Linked DNA regions of Sus scrofa: region 2 is linked to region 1. The links are chromatin contacts, called in public promoter capture Hi-C maps. All regions are on one chromosome and are shown on one strand. The core of a region is the stretch at or near the end of the contact, and the rest is flanking DNA. Distances in the headings are between cores, read along the strand shown. Region 1 holds the start of LOC110261312 (zinc finger protein 548-like). Region 2 holds the start of LOC110261324 (zinc finger protein 772-like).

What was found. Promoter capture Hi-C pulls out the DNA fragments that hold promoters and counts their contacts.
Region 2: a contact with region 1 is called in a promoter capture Hi-C map of fetal skeletal muscle, with 3 times the contacts expected there. The contact joins the promoter of LOC110261324 here to the promoter of LOC110261312 in region 1. A contact is called at or near these places in 1 of 5 promoter capture datasets (fetal skeletal muscle), 1 of 47 Hi-C or Micro-C datasets (heart right ventricle) and 1 of 2 datasets of contacts at active chromatin or transcription factors (alveolar macrophages).

What each region holds. Positions count from the first base shown.
Region 1 is chr6:61,805,419-61,813,158 of Sscrofa11.1, reverse strand. It overlaps LOC110261312 (zinc finger protein 548-like), which reads right to left and starts at 2,594. Exons shown (of 4, transcript XM_021097305.1): 1 at 2,450-2,594. The coding sequence starts at 2,527. It overlaps LOC110261314 (zinc finger protein OZF-like), which reads left to right and starts at 2,653. Exons shown (of 5, transcript XR_002345367.1): 1 at 2,653-2,863; 2 at 5,330-5,368; 3 at 7,028-7,154; 4 at 7,711-7,740.
Region 2 is chr6:61,922,397-61,930,136 of Sscrofa11.1, reverse strand. LOC110261324 (zinc finger protein 772-like) reads left to right here and starts at 3,605. Exons shown (of 4, transcript XM_021097337.1): 1 at 3,605-3,894; 2 at 7,156-7,282. The coding sequence starts at 3,862. LOC110261322 (zinc finger protein 773-like) reads right to left here and starts at 595. Exons shown (of 3, transcript XM_021097331.1): 1 at 297-595. The coding sequence starts at 576. It overlaps LOC110261329 (a long non-coding RNA gene), which reads left to right. Exons shown (of 2, transcript XR_002345385.1): 2 at 1-874.

The DNA of each region.
Region 1 (7,740 bases), core at 1,345-3,844:
GGGAACCTCCATATGCCATGGGTGCGGCCCTAGAAAAAACAAAAACAAACAAACAAACAAAATCTCTCAACTGTGGCTTCTGCAGCTTTTACTTTTAAAAATCCCTCACCTCCTTCATTTCACCCCCAAAACTACTTTCATTTACAGCTGAAAGCTGCATATCCCTGATTTTCAAACTTTATGAACAATAACGCTATTATTTTTCTATAAGATAACGCTTGATTCTTTTTTTTTTTGTCTTTTTAGCTATTTCTTGGGCCGCTCCCGCGGCATATGGAGGTTCCCAGGCTAGGGGTCGAATTGGAGCTGGAGCCACCAGCCTATGCCAGAGCCACAGCAACACGGGATCCAAGCCGTGTCTGTGACCTACACCACAGCTCACGGCAACGCTGGATCCTTAACCCACTGAGCAAGGGCAGGGACCGAACCTGCAACCTCATGGTTCCTAGTTGGATTCATTAACCACTGCGCCATGACGGGAACTCCCGCTTGAGTCTTTTCTAGGATTTATTTCTAATTTAGGAGGACAGTATACCCCCCAACCCTCTACGTCCTGCATGTGACAAGGTTTTCCATGAACCTCTGAGGTTTGCCACAACTCTCATTTCTCGGGTGTTGAGAGTTTATCTAAACTACTCCATGGTCCTGCTGCCTTGCCATTCATTTGGTTTGGCCTAGTGGTCTGCTGGGGACTTCATCTGACACCTCCCCTTGTGGAATGACATGCCCTAGTTAGCCATCCCCCAACAATGATGAGGAATAAGGGACATCCTCTGTGGACGAGATTCCCAACACATGCTATTGCCAAATGCCTGTCCTCAAGCTCTTCTGGGAAACAAACCATCTTCAATATCCAGGACAAGGAAATTGGTGACATTCTTCAGACTTTCCCAGGAGGCTTTGAACAGCAAGGCAAATTGAACCAAATATGGATTGACAACTATTCTTTATCCTCTTGCTTCTCCCACCTGAGTAGTAAATACAGCTAGAGGTTCACTCTTTTATTTTGGCAGTCTAATTCTGATCTCCACATTCAGCACATAATAAATAGAACACCACTGGTATACTTCCCTTAGTCAATTAAGAATTTTATCATCACAGGAGTTTCCGTCGTGGTGCAGTGGTTAACGAATCCGACTAGGAACCATGAGGTTGCAGGTTCCATCCCTGGCCTTGCTCAGTGGATTAAGGATCTGGCATTGCCACGAGCTGTGGAGTGGGTTGCAGATGTGGCCCGGATCCTGCATTGCTGTGGCTCTGGCATAGACCGGTGGCTACAACTCCAATTAGAACCCTAGCCTGGGAACCTCCATATGCTGTGGGAGCGGCTCAAGTAAAGACAAAAAAAAAAAAAAAAAAAAAAAGAGAATTTTATCATCACAAACACCAGTACTGTGAGCTGGAGACTCCTGGGTTGGGTGACTCTGAGGGTGGAAAAAAAAATTAACCCAACCATTACAAGTCAATCAAATATACAAAGAAGGGAAATCTCCACAGGCTGCTTGTAGAAGCCAGCTAGAGTCCTTTTGTCCAAAGCTGGGTCATATTCCATCCAAAACAATTCAATGAGGGAGCTCCCATGTGACACAGCAGGTTAAGGATCTGGCATTGTCACTGCAGTGACTTGGGTTGCTGCTGTGGCAAGGGTTTGATCCCTGGCCCAACGTTCTGAATAGCCAAAAACAAAATAAAACAAAACAAAACCTCATTTCAATGGGGAGGGAATGAGGCACCTCAAAAGTCAAGTGACTGGTGAGTCCTCCAGATGAAGGGAAGGCAGAGCTTTCTGCCTCCTCTGAGTACTTCAAGGATGATTCATAAGCCCTGTGCCACATTACTATACAGTAGAGGAGGGGAGGCTTCTGCAACAGATACTGGTAGCAACTTATTTCTGGCAAGGACTCAAGGAGTATAAATATCTGAGCCATCTCCTTTGAGCTGTTTTGCAGATACTCAAACTCCTACCAGTTGGAGTAAGTTAACTGTATGCTTCCCACTAGCATGTAAGTGCCCAGAACCAGAAGGTTGGAACCAGAAGGTTGATGACACTGACTGACTCCCAATTACCTCAACCAATAAGGAGAATGTCCATCAGCTGATCCTGCTCTGCTACTTGAACACTATAAGATTCCTCACTACCCCCTCCAGGGTGGGCCAGTTTGGGGGGAGGGCTGCTGTAGGTGCCTTTGTCTGGCAAAGAAATAAAACTGTTTTTTTCTATTTCACCCAAAATTCTGTCTCCATAATTTAACTCAGGATCAGTATACAGAGGTCAAGTTTCAGCAACAAAACTTGTAAACTGAGTCTAAAGCTTCCACCTACAGGTATTGAAGAACAGTAAGACGATATTTATTGGACTCCAGCTCAGGAAGGCTGTGCTCTCTGAGCGAGAACCTGGTATCAAGTGCCCACCTGGTTTTGTAGGTTTGAGAAACGCCTCTCTCCCTACCTCCCTGTGATCAGTCCAGACGACAATCCATGGAAATCCGGGCGCGACCCACTTGGGAAGCATGGAACCCAGGGCCATTCTCAGAGCCTGAGGACACCCCTTCCCAGCAACCCTCGCGGTGAAGCGGGACCTTTCCTGCCGGTGGGGAGCCGGGTCTCCTGTCCTGGCGGCGGTGCTGTGAACTGCATTACCCAGAGGGCAGTGCGCGCTTCCGGGGGAGATGATGGCGTCTGGGCGGGCCTTCCGGCGTCCACCATGGGCGACATTTTGTAAATTGGGATCTGTTCCCCGAGCTTTGGGACCGCTGACCCGCCTAAGAGAAGCGAATCGGGAAGGCGCTTTGCGGCGATGCCTAGGCCGCACCTTCGCGCACAGACTCCCCTGGCGGCGGACGCGCTGATGGGCCCGCCTCTGGTAAGTGCTGCATCCTCCGGTCCCTCTCCCCGCTCTTCTCATGCCGCAGTATTTTTGTTCTTATCATTGTTCTCGTACCAGTGTCCCGTGTTTATATGTATTTATCTCCCCAAACCTTGGCTTTCCGAATTTTGAAATATAACCTGCGTAGAAAAAAATTGCGCGGAACCTCCATATGCAGTTGCATAAGCAACTCTAAAATTAATATCCGTTCACCGCTCAGGTCTAGATGTGCGAATAAGCCCCTAGAAGCCGCCTGTGCTTCCAAAACAACCCCATCCCCCCAAAGTTAACGTATTATCTGATGTTCAAGTAAACATGTCCTTGCTTTTCTTGATAGTTTTGCCCGTCTGTGGAAAATATTCAACGACTGGAGTTTCAATCGCTTGTTTCAAAACTTTTAACGAATGGGATCATAAAATTACTGTTTTTCATTTGTTCAGTATGGTGTGACTTTACCAGTATTTTTCGTCCTGTCAATTCATTCCATTTTTGTAGAGTATCATAGAGTATGAATATGGGAGTAAAATGTCTATAAGTTCTCTGGAGTTCCCTTCGTGGTGCAGCGGAAACGAATCCGACTAGGAACCATGAGGTTGCGTGTTCGATCCCTGCCTTTGCTCAGTGGGTTAAGGCTCCGTCGTTGCTGTGAGCTGTGGTGTAGGTCGCAGACACGGCTCGGATCCCACCTTGCTGTGGCAGTGGTGTAGGCCGGTGACTACAGCTCTGATTAGACCCCTAGCCTGGGAACCTCCAGGTGCCGCGAGTGTGGCCCTGGAAAAGACAAAAATAAATAAATAAATAATTATTTTTTTTTAAGTCTATAAATTCTCCTGTAGAAGGATTTTCTTTGTTTAGGTGTGTGTGTGTGTGTAATTGTTCTCTGCATTTATAAACATGGTTACTGTAGCCATACTTGCCTTCCATTCTGGGGTATATTAAGCACACATTTTTCTAGTGTATATGTTAAAATTATTATTGCATTTAACATATCCACTTTTTGATCTTGTTTTGATCCATGTTACCAATTCTAACGTCGTTCTTTGAATGAAATTATTATATTTAGACTATTGCATATTATGTTTTGACACACATTTTTTTGATGCACATTTTTTTATGCATTCATAAACTTACTCCAAAAAAAATTCTTAAATTTTATTTTATTTCTTGATTTTTTTTTTTTTTTGTCTTTTTAATAAGGCCACACCTGTGGCATATGGAAGTTCCCAGGTGAGATGTCAACTTTATTTTTTTTTTTGATTTTTAAGTTTTTAAAAATATTCTCTTTATTTTTTATTTTATTAATTAATTTCCTTATTTTGCTTTTTAGGTCCACACCCACAACATATCAAGGTTCCCAGGCTAGGGGTCAAATCGGAGCTGTAGCCGCTGGCCTACTCCACATCCACAGCAATGAGGGATCTGAGCTGCATCTGCAACCTATGCCACAGCTCATGGCAACACCGGATTCTTAACCCACTGAGGGAGGCCAGGGACCGAACCCACAACCTCATGGTTCCTAGTCAGATTCGTTAACCACTGAGCCACGACAGGAACTCCCAGACATTCATTTTGAATGTATAGCCAGTAAATGGTGGTCTGCTCTCTACCACAGGAAAGAAAAACATGTAGGAAATTATTCTCGGGAAAATTTCAACATCACAATATGTGAATAGGGGTTCTTCTCATGGCTCAGAGGTAATAGACCCATTTAGTATCCACGAGGATGCAGGCTCAATCTCTGACCTTGCTCAGTGGGTTAAGGATCCAGTGTTGCTATGAGCTGTGGTGGAGGTCCCAGATGGAATAGATGTGGGTGTGGCCTAGGCTGGCAGCTGCAGCTCCAATTTGGTCCCTAGTTTGGGAACTTCCATAGGTCTTCCCTAAAAAGACAAAAAAAAAAAAAAAAAAAAACCCAAAAAATAAGATTTTAAAAAATTAAAAAAGAGATAGGAATATATTATTGATCAACTATAATAGGAAAAATAAAAATCTTACCAAAAAAGAATGTATTATTAGCAAAGGAGAAAAAGAATAAGGGCATCAAGTGGAAGTGTCAGAAACAGACCTGTACATAAAATGAGACTCAATTTTGGTATTTCTGGTTCTGGATTATAGTAGTATTATATGATATGCCACAGCCATTTTTCCTCCACAGCTTGATTCCTAATTCTTGTGGCTCACTAGGGTCCAGACATACTAGCCTCATGGATACTACTCAGACACACCACACATGACCTTGTTAGAGAGTCTTTGCACTTGTTTTTCCCACTTCTGGAAAGCCTTTTCTTGACATTGCCACATGGCTTTGTGATACAGTCCATAATATCTTCTGCCCTCTTTTACATGCCTTATTTTCCCTTGACCATACATCATCACTTGAAATATTAAGTGGTTCACTCACAAATCTTTTCTACCTGTATTACTGATGGGAGTTAAAGTTGCCTGGCTCTGCCTTTCCCACAGGTTCCACGTTCAGCTGAACCATTTATGGACCCCGCTCCAGTAAGTATCAGGTGTCTTGGAACTCTTTTAATGCCGCTTTTCCTGGCCTTATCTGGAGATCCTGGAGAAACTCTAAGCTCAGGTTTCTAAGTCTAGGCCTGAGGTTATGTGGAGAGATTTCACAGAGATACGAAAGGTTGTGTTAGTCACAAGGGTTAGTATGTACAAATGCTTGGGGATGAGACTGAGATGGGGGTGTCCCATGACTTGGAGGTCTCTGCTACTATCTGGTGAGAACACATAGCAAGGGGGCCAGAGTCAGGCCTAGATGGTAGCCTGAGAAGTGGGGTTTCTGTTTGAGAGTGATGGCAGCCATGGAATTTTTGGAACCGAAGACAAAAGTGATCTGACTTAGGACTTAAGAGGCTACCCCTGGCTGCCGAGTGCAGAATAGACTGAGGGCAAGGAAGACAAGAAGCAGACCATTCCAGAAGCAATTGCATGCATCCAGGTGAGTGTTGGTTGTGGCAGGACCAGAGTGGTGGGTGTGGAGGTAGGAGAAACACTTGGCCTCTGGATTTGTTTTGAAGTAGGGACTGACCAGCTGTTGTAATGTGGAGGGGTCACAGATGACTAAAGTTTTGTCTCCTTTGCACCTGGAAGGGTGGGTGTGCCATCAGCTGAGATGGGGAAGTCTGTGGTATGAGTACGTTCTAGTGAGAATATTAGGAATTGGGTTTTGGCTATATTGAGGTTCACATGTCCCAGAGACTTCACAGTACAGGAGACCAGTGGAGAGCTGAACATTCAGATCTAGAGTGCTAGGGAGGACTTCAGGATGCCATTAGGGGAGAGAGGAAGGGAGAGGGCTGTGGACCTCCCAAAGACAGACAAGGAGGAGGAGTTACTATGGAAAGGTAGATTGTGATGAAAAGTCCAGCAGGTGGCCTAGGTTTTCGTGGGGGAGTGGCCATGACATTGAGGCCGAAGTAAAACAGAAACAGATGTGAACTGACAACAGTGTCAGGCTGGTGCTTACTTCTTCTCCCATAGACTTAATAGCATTTTGTGATGGAACCTGGGGAGTGTCTGTCAGAATGTCAAGTGACTTTACCCAAGATGTGTCCCGTGGGTGTGGATTTTGAGTGGCTGTTAAAGGGACAGAGATTGTACCTGATGAAGAGACCTCATGTCCAGGGAAGAAGTGGAACCTGACCAGAGGTCGTTAGATCCGCATGGTGCGACGGAAGTTGGAGTCTCGAACAAGGCCTGGTGGGGAAGCCTTCAGAAGAGGGCTGGGGAGCTGCCAGTGGAGACGTGGGGTACAGTGGGGTTGTGTTGCATTGGCCAAGTACTTCCTGAATGCCATGTGCAGAAGGGTATGTGAGGAGGCAGGGGATGTGGCAGTTTTGTGGGCCAGGTGGTAGCGATGGGGTCAGATGTACGTGGAGGTCTGATGAGTAATACGCATGTGGGAAGGACTTGTGAACCCAGGGCCCTGATCCCAGGCCCACAGTTTAGATGGCATCTGTCTCTCCACCTGCCTGTTGCTGAGGGGTGGAGCTCGTGCTCAAGGAAGCAAAGAGAGGTATTGGCCCTCTAAGTGAGAGAGCTGGAGAGGATGATGAGCACGGAGTGAATGTGGGCTGGTGTTATAGGTACTCCTGAGGTCCTGGGGAGAGAGCCTGCTTATGGACACCTCTGTCCCCGTCATCACAGGGCTCTGTGACCTTTGAGGACGTGGCTGTGTACTTTTCCCAGGAGGAATGGAAGCTTCTTCATGAGGCCCAGAGACTCCTGTACCGAGATGTGATGCTGGAGACCTTTGCACTTGTTGCATCATTGGGTAAGGCGCTCATACCTCTCCCGGCACCCTGGAAAGGTCTGTGCCTTTTCCCTTCTTTTGTAAGAACAGCTCCACACTTTTCACAGCTAGACAAGGGGCACATGTCTGTTACTGCTTCCCTGTCATATGTGCTGTGGGTGCCAGGGCTGGGTGAGTGTGTCTGCTCCCTCCTTTCACAAGTAGCCCCAGTACCAGCCCCTGAAGTTTATTCAGTGAAGGTTTTCTTCCCCCAGAGAGTTAGAATTAGTCCAGAGGGTTCCATTAGTCTCAGCCCCTCTCTGCTAAGGGGACTCTGTAGACCCCATGCTGTAGACCTCTGGGCTCCAGGTTCTGCCCCCTCCTAGTTGACGTTTCCTGGGGCCTCACTGTGTCGGGAGTTGTTGGGACCCAATAGGGTCCCTGTCTGTGGGGTCCACCTGGCTGTCTCTGTGAGGACATCCCCCCCGCCCCCGCAGAGATTTGTTTTGTGGTGTTATTTTTCTTTCCCGAGATTGTTTGGGATTGGTTGCCCCCCTGGGCCAGTACTGACCACTCACCTGTCCTGTCTTTCCCTTAGGACTTGCATCTTCTAGGTCCCATGTTGTCC
Region 2 (7,740 bases), core at 2,356-4,855, 120 kb before region 1:
AGGTCCCCGCTGCTCGCGCTGCCTTTTCACGTGTGTCTCGTCCCCTCAGAAGCGGCTCTGTGCGCAGCTGAGACAGACCTCGAGGTAAGACTCCGAGTGGAGTAACTGCCCCAAGGCTTTGATTTTGCCGGTCCCTCGGCCTGTAAGCCCCTGCCACACCCCATCACACTCGCTGGCAGAAATGGGGACCCCCACCCACATGCTCCTACAGACCTGGGCCCAGGTGCTTGAGCAGGGGACGGTCAGCGGGCCCTTGAGTGTCCGAGGGGCTGAGCGTCTAGAGGACGAGCGTTTACCTGAACCGGGACCCTCCGCGCGGCCGCCGCCATCGGAGTCTGAGGGCTGAGAGGGGCGGGGAGCGGAGGACCAGGTCGGGACCCAGGCATCCCTGCCCCCGACCCAGAATCGGGTTACCCTCGGCGTCGCTGCCGAACGCCAGCACCGCCTTTGTGCGTTGAAGACAACGGCTGCCTCCTCTCGAGCCTTCTTGCTCTCGTGCCCCAAGCTCAACACCAGGTTTCCGGAGGCTCTAATCGGGAGGACGGACCCTAAGGCGACGCCGGAAGTCCCGCCCATCGGGTTCCACACACTTTAACGTCTGTTTTCTTGGCGGAGCTTTTAGCAGCCTCGGAGAGCAGCGCCTGCTGGATAATGTAGTTCCCATGTCGCCAAACGTGGAGAGAGTGGACCGCTGCAGAGAAGGCGGTGGGAAAGAAATTAGGGTCCGGAATTCGGCCAGATTGTCATCTAGAGACTTTATTGTAGGTGCCCCTGTATTTCAATGTCCCTGCACAGTTGGTGCTCCAATCTTTCCTCCTCTTGAAGGATTTAAGGGATCTTGACCACAATAAAGCCGTTTCCCGGGAACAAAGCAGTTGTGTATTACCAAGTTTCCTCCTTTGCTAGGGGGTCGGCCATATCTGGATGTAGGTGATGAGAGAGTCGGGCGACCTCAAGTGTTCACCATCCTCCCTCTCCCCAAACATAACTGTGCTCTTTCCCTCCTTATGGGCCCCGCTCTAGTGTGCCAGCAGGACACTAAGCCTTTTTTTTTTTTTTTTTTTTAGCGCATATGGAGGTTTTGGTTTTGCTTTTGCTTTTCAAGGCTGCACCCGCCCGCTTATGAAGGTTCCCAGGCTAGGGGTAAAAGTCAAGTCAGAGCTATAACTGCCCTCTCCAGCCACAGCCACAGCCACACAGGATACTAGACGCATCTAAGACCACACCACAGCTCACGGCAACGCCGGATCCTTAACCCACTGAGCGAAGCCAGAGATCAAACCTGCAACCTCATGATTCCTAGTCAGATTGTTTCTGCTGCCCCATGATGGGAACTCCAGCAGGACACTAAGCCTTAAAACCCATAAGCCAGCCCTTCTCTCCTGCCAGGTTTCCTCCCTTCATCCCTTCTTACTCTGTGTTCCACTACCCATCTCCCTGCAGGTAGGAAGCATGCTAGACTGTTGACACCAAGCAGCGATTGATAAAAGAGATGCCAACATTTTATTGTGTGTTCTCCCACCACCTCTTTCACCATTGACTCTTTTGTGTCAATCTTCATTTCTCCGATTTTTCTCCTGTTTTATCTGTGGACTAAGTAGTGACCAACTTCATCACAGCTTTGGAATGACTCATTGTTAGAACGAAAAAGGGTTATGGGTTTGAAGCTGAAGTAAATAGAGGCAGGGAGTCCAGAGTGTTGAGGCATCAAGTAGGTTTATTGACCAGCAAATGGCCAGGAGTACTGAGAGAAGGCTCAGGCTCCCCAGTGTTAAGGGGCCTGTGGCTGAAGTCATCTGTGTTAGGTTAGGATCAGGCTACATGGGAGGGGTAGGAGGTGAGGATGAGACAGTTCTAAGATAGGGTCATGAGACGGGTAGGAGGAAAGGGCGAGAATGTTCCAAGATAGGGTTTGGGTTGAAGATTAACAAAATGTAGGGCAGTCATCATTCAGGAATAGTAGGTTCTTGGCAAGATAAGGGGGTCAGAGCTTTGAGCAGTTTAATCTGGCTCTAAGACTCATGAGTGCAAAAGATGACGAAGCATTCACTCCTTCCTGGAACATTCTGGAACTAGGTGTTCTGTACCAGTTGATTCTGGAAAGGAGGAGAAGAAATGCCGTGTTAGACCAGCCAAGGATGGGCTGGCTTCCTGAAACCTCAGGAAAATGTACCCTCTCAAAGAGAGAAGCAGATTCTTTATCACTTCGATCAAATGACAGATCAGGATGAACAAATACAGTTCGTGAATGAACTTGTTTGTTGAAACTTTCATGTAAGTGAAAAAAAGTGAGCAGAGAAATAGTAAAAATATAAGTAAAAAGAGTTCCCTAGTGGCATAGTAGTGTTTGCTGTGGCAGGTGTTTGATCCCTGGCCCAGGAACTTCCACGTGCCTTGGGTATGGTCAATACATATATAATTTTTATATATATAGGCATATAATTAAAAAAAATATATATATATATAGAATGTAAAACACTCGAGCACAAAGTGGTAGTAATGGACCACACACATGGGATGACAGAAATCCAAGTGGCTTTATTTAGAAAACACCACAATGTGGCACATAATGGGAGGGAGGGAGGGAGGACTCAGGAGGGTTAGTCTCCTCAATGAATGTGAGATAATGTGCAAAGAAACGCCCATTAAGCCAAGCACAGGAATTATTAAAGCAGATGTATAATTCATATTTGTTAGGCTACAAACAAAGCATATTTTGGCAAGCATAAGGTTCAAGTTAAATTATGTATAGGAATACCCTGGCGGCCTAGTGGCTAAGGATCTGGCATTGTCACTCGTGCTGCATGGGTTCGATCCCTGGCTTGGGAACTTACATATGTCACAGATGCGGCCGAAATAAATACATAAATCATGTATAAGCCAGAATGATTTCCCCATACCTTAATAAGTATCTTCCATCACTTTTCTTTTCAGATATATGTAACATAGCTGAAAGGAACTGAATATATCTGTGTATACGGAGTGAGAAATAGTATTTGTAAAAAGAGTTACTCACTGGGTTAGACGCAATCACTGATTGTACAGTCAGGAGAAATGTTTTCTGAGGTCACCAGAGACACCACCATTGTCCACCTGTACATCAGTGTCCTAAATCCTTACTGCACTTCCACGTCTTGTTGGCCACGAATAGAGTCTTCACTCTTATTCCTGACCCCAAATGCTGAGGCCCACATCACTAACGCTAGAGCTTCACACTACATGTGTATATTTGTTAACGTATTATTAGCTTCCAGCTATAGAAGTCTGAGTGACATTAGCATATGATACGTCCATTTAAATTTTTTTTTTTTTTGGTGAGTATTCTCTGCATAAAGAAGCCCGAGATAATATGTTCCTAAATATTTAAGTGATACGTTACAGACCACAGCCACCGGAAATATGGGTGCGTGTCCTTTAAGAGGAAGTGAAGCTCCGCCCAATCCTCAAAAATCCAACACGTCATTCCTAGGCGCCGCTAGTTAGGTAAGCGGCCCTGGTGTCGCTGTGGGAACTACATTACCCAAGAGCATCGGGGGGCACCGGTCCAATGAAGGCCAAGGAAAGGGGCGTTTCCATTCATAAGGAGGACGAGGGGGCGGGACTTCCTTTTTCCTTTTTTGGGCGGACATTTTTTCCTGCTTTCGGATTAATCCACCAAATCCGTCTCCAGACCGCAGCGTCACACCCGAGGGGACACAACAGGGAAAACGCGAGAGAGGCGATTTCTGCCCTAAACAAGCGAACCTGAGGTTCGTAGTGGCATCGCCCGGGTGACCCAGCCGCCGGAGCCCGGGACCTTGCACTCGTTAACGCTTTCCAGCTACTCCTCTTCCCCTCACTTTCCCCGGACCACGGGCGCGGATGGCGGCGGCCGTGCTGACGGACCCAGTGCAGGTGGGTGCTGCACCCCTGGGTCCTTTCCCTCCCTCCATCTCTGAATCCTGAAGCCTCGAATGAGGGACACTCAGGTCCCTGCAGCTCAGGTGAATGTGTTCAGACGATAGGGGTTCTTTCAGTTGGGTCCTAGATCTGACAACCAGTATAGGAGAATGAGAAAGGACCCTGCCGGCGGAGGGGTCAGCTCGCAGAACGGCTTGGAGGTGTGACACAGCGTTTGGGAAACCCGTTACCTTTGGTGTCTGAAAAGATCAGAGAGCCTGAGTAGCTGTGCCTTCATTCTGAGGGTGATAGGAGGCATAGAAGGTTCTGAACAGAGGAGAGACGCGACCTTATGGTTTCAAAAGTATTTCGTAGACTGGCCAGGTGTGAACAGACTTGGGGGTAAGGATGAGGGAGGTGGGGCCCAGAAAGGCTAAGACTTGGTCCAAGGCAACACCGATAACAGGGGGCCTTGATGACAGAGCCACAGAAGGGCGATAGCCCCAGGGCTTTGTGGTAGGGCAGGAGTAGTGGATAGGCCTGAGCCCTTGGGGCTCTTTCGTGGTTGTTTTTCATAGTCTCTCTCTTCCCACAGGTTCCCATGGTCGCATAAGTAATTACTGGCCCTATACAGGGGAGGGGTGGATATCCAGGCCTTCATCAATTCCAGCCCCACCTTGACTCACGAGGGCTCCAGAGTTTTGGTGTCATAAGACACTTTATATATTTATTTATTTTTTATTTTGAGGGGCACATCTGCAGCATATGGGAGTTCCCAGGCTGGAGGTCAAATTGGAGATGCAATTGCCAGCCTCCACCACAGCCTACACCACAGCCACAGCCACAGCCATGCAGGATCTGAGCTATGTCTGTAACCTACACCACTGCTCACAGCAATACCAGATCTTTTTTTTTTTTTAAATAATTATTTTTATTTTTTCCATTATAGCTGGTTTATACTGTTCTGCCAGTTTTCTACTACACAGCAAGGTTACCCAGTTATACATGCACGTATACATTCTTTTTTCTCATATTATCATGCTTCATCATAAGTGGCTAGCTATAGTTCCCAGCAGGATGATATACAGCAGGATCTCATTGCTTATCCATTCCAAAGGCAATAGTTTGCATCTATGAACCCCAAATTCCCATTCCATCCCTCCCCCTTGGCAACTACAAGTCTGTTCTCCATGTCCATGCTTTTCATTTCTGTGGAAAGGTTCACTTGTGCCATATATTAGATTCCAGATGTAAGAGATATCATATGGGCAGTACCAGCTCCTTAACCCACTGAATGAGGCCAGGGATCAAGCCCACATTCTCCTAAATACTAGTCAGGTTCTTAACCCGCTGTGGCACAATGGGAACTCCTGTTTATTTTTTGGCTGCATCCCCAGCATGTGGAAATTCCTGGGCCAGGGATCGAACCCATGCCACAGCAGCAACCCAGGCCTCTGTAATGACAACACTGGTTCTTTAACCTGCTGTGCCACAGGGAACTCCATAAGACACTTTACTTGTAGTCTCGAAGCTCTTGAGTCTCAGGACCCTGGAGAAACCCAAAGGCAAGGGTTCTGAGTACAGACCAGGGGCTGTGTGGAAGGGTTCCCATTTCTGGTAGCCATTGGAATAGGGAGTGGAAGGTTGTTCCAGGCACAGGAACTAGCATGTGCAAATACTTGAAGGTGGGATTGAGATGAGAGTTTTCCAGAAACTACAGGTCTCCACCACATGTGGTAGCATTTGGGAGCAGGTGTGCAGGAGTCACGCCTGAAATGGCCAGCACACAAGCTAGGCCTCTGTTCTGAGGGTGGTGTAGCCATGGTGGGTGTGGAACAGAGGAGGGTGATCTGATCCAGGTTTTAACAACCTCCCACTGGATGCCAAGTGGAGAACAGGTTGTGTGTGAGATAAGGGTTGAGGGGAATAGGATAATGACAGAGAGATGGGATGGGGTTCAGAGAGGGGGAGGGAAAGGGATGGACTGGGAATTTGGGGTTCATAGATGCAAACTATTGCCTTTGGAATGGATAAGCAATGAGATCCTGCTGTATATCATCCTGCTGGTAATAATGGATGGGCCAGAGGGATGTAGGTGGGAGAAGTGATTTAGTCAGGTTTTCTTTCTTTTTTCTCTTTTCTTTCTTTTTTTTTTTTTTTTTGTCTTTTTGCCATTTTCTTAGGCCGCTTCTGTGGCATATGGAGGTTCCCAGGCTAGGGGTCGAATTGGAGCTGTAGCCACTGGCCTACCGCCAGAGCCACAGCAAACACAGGATCCGAGCCGCGTCTTTGACCTACACCACAGCTCACGGCAACACTGGATCCTTAACCCACTAAACAAGGCCAGGGATCAAACCCGCAACCTCATGGTTCCTAGTCGGATTTGTTAACCACTGAGCCACAACGGGAACTCCCAGGTTTTCTTTCTTTTTTGTTCCTTACCCGCAGCATGTGGAAGTTCCTGAGCCACCATAGTGACATCGCCAGATCCTTAACCCACTAGGCCACCAGGGAACTCCCTGGGTCAGATTTTCTGATGTGAGAGAGATAAAGAGATAGCCCCAAAGATTTAGGCTTTATCAGCTAGAAGGGTAGAAACTCCACTGGCTGACTCTGAAAGGATGTCAGGAGTTCATTTTTGGCCATGTGAAGAGTCTGAGATGTTTCAGTGGACACTGAGTGGAGGTGTCAAGTGAGCTGCTGGACACAGGGTTGAAGTTCTATAGATGGTTCAGGATGGAGGCATCCAAAAAGTAGAAGATCATATGTACATAGTTTTACAGTGGAGAATCTACACATCACGATGGCAGTGCAGTTAATAGCCAGGAACGTGATGGTGGAGGCCAACAGCTGGGTCAGGGGTGGGAGTTGTGAGGGAGAGAGCAATCCACGAGAGTGGGTGCATGTGGAGAAGGAGTATGAACTAATGGCCCTTAGGCCCCGGAATTAGGGGTTTTAGGGAGAAAGACGAGCCCAACTTTGTTGTCTGGTAAGCATCGTCTTAGCCCCTCCAGGAGAACTGGCTGGGAGGTGGTGGATGGGGGTGTCACCCTGCTTGCCAGCCCCAGAGCTTAAATGATACCTTTCTGCCTACCTGCCTGTTGTTGCTGTGGTCAGAGGAACCTTGAGAGAGCAGACGCTGTACACCCAGCCCTGGTGTTCCCTCTGAGTTGAGGAGTTAGGTCAGAGGCCATATTGAAGGGAGCTCTCAGGGGGCAGGATGGGGGTCCTTGGGAGACTGGCTGCTCACAGACCTGGCTCTCCCCATTGTGGCAGGGGAAAGTGAACCTTGAGGACGTGTTCGTGTACTTCTCCCAGGAGGAGTGGAGGCTCCTTGATGAGGCTCAGAGGCTCCTGTACCGCGAGGTGATGCTGGAGAACTTTGCACTTATGGCCTCACTGGGTAAGGCCCTCACATCCCTCCCAGTTTCCTGGACTGAGCTTTCCCCTTGCCTGATTCCCAGGCACAGCTAGACCCTTCCTGGATCAGAGTCATAGGCATTATCTCCCTCCCCAGTTCCTGGAGTAGCTGCTGTGGATGCCAGGTGTGAGCTTTTGTGCACCACCACCTCCGGCTTCTGAGCATTCCTAACATCTGCTGCTGTGGAGGCCTGCGTGGGTGGATGCAGGAGTGAGGCATCCTGTAGTCACCCAGCGGATCATATCCAGCCTGTCCTCTCCCTGACGGGGTGCCTCTGTCCAGAGCCACAGCACCCATGTCCCAGGTTCTGCCTCTACCCGACGCTTCTAAGAGCCTGCGTCTGTCAGGAATTTCAGGGTCCAGTGTGGTCACTACTTGTTGGGACCACTAGGCTATTCCTGCAAGACACTATTTCAGAGTTAGTTTTACAATCTTTAGTT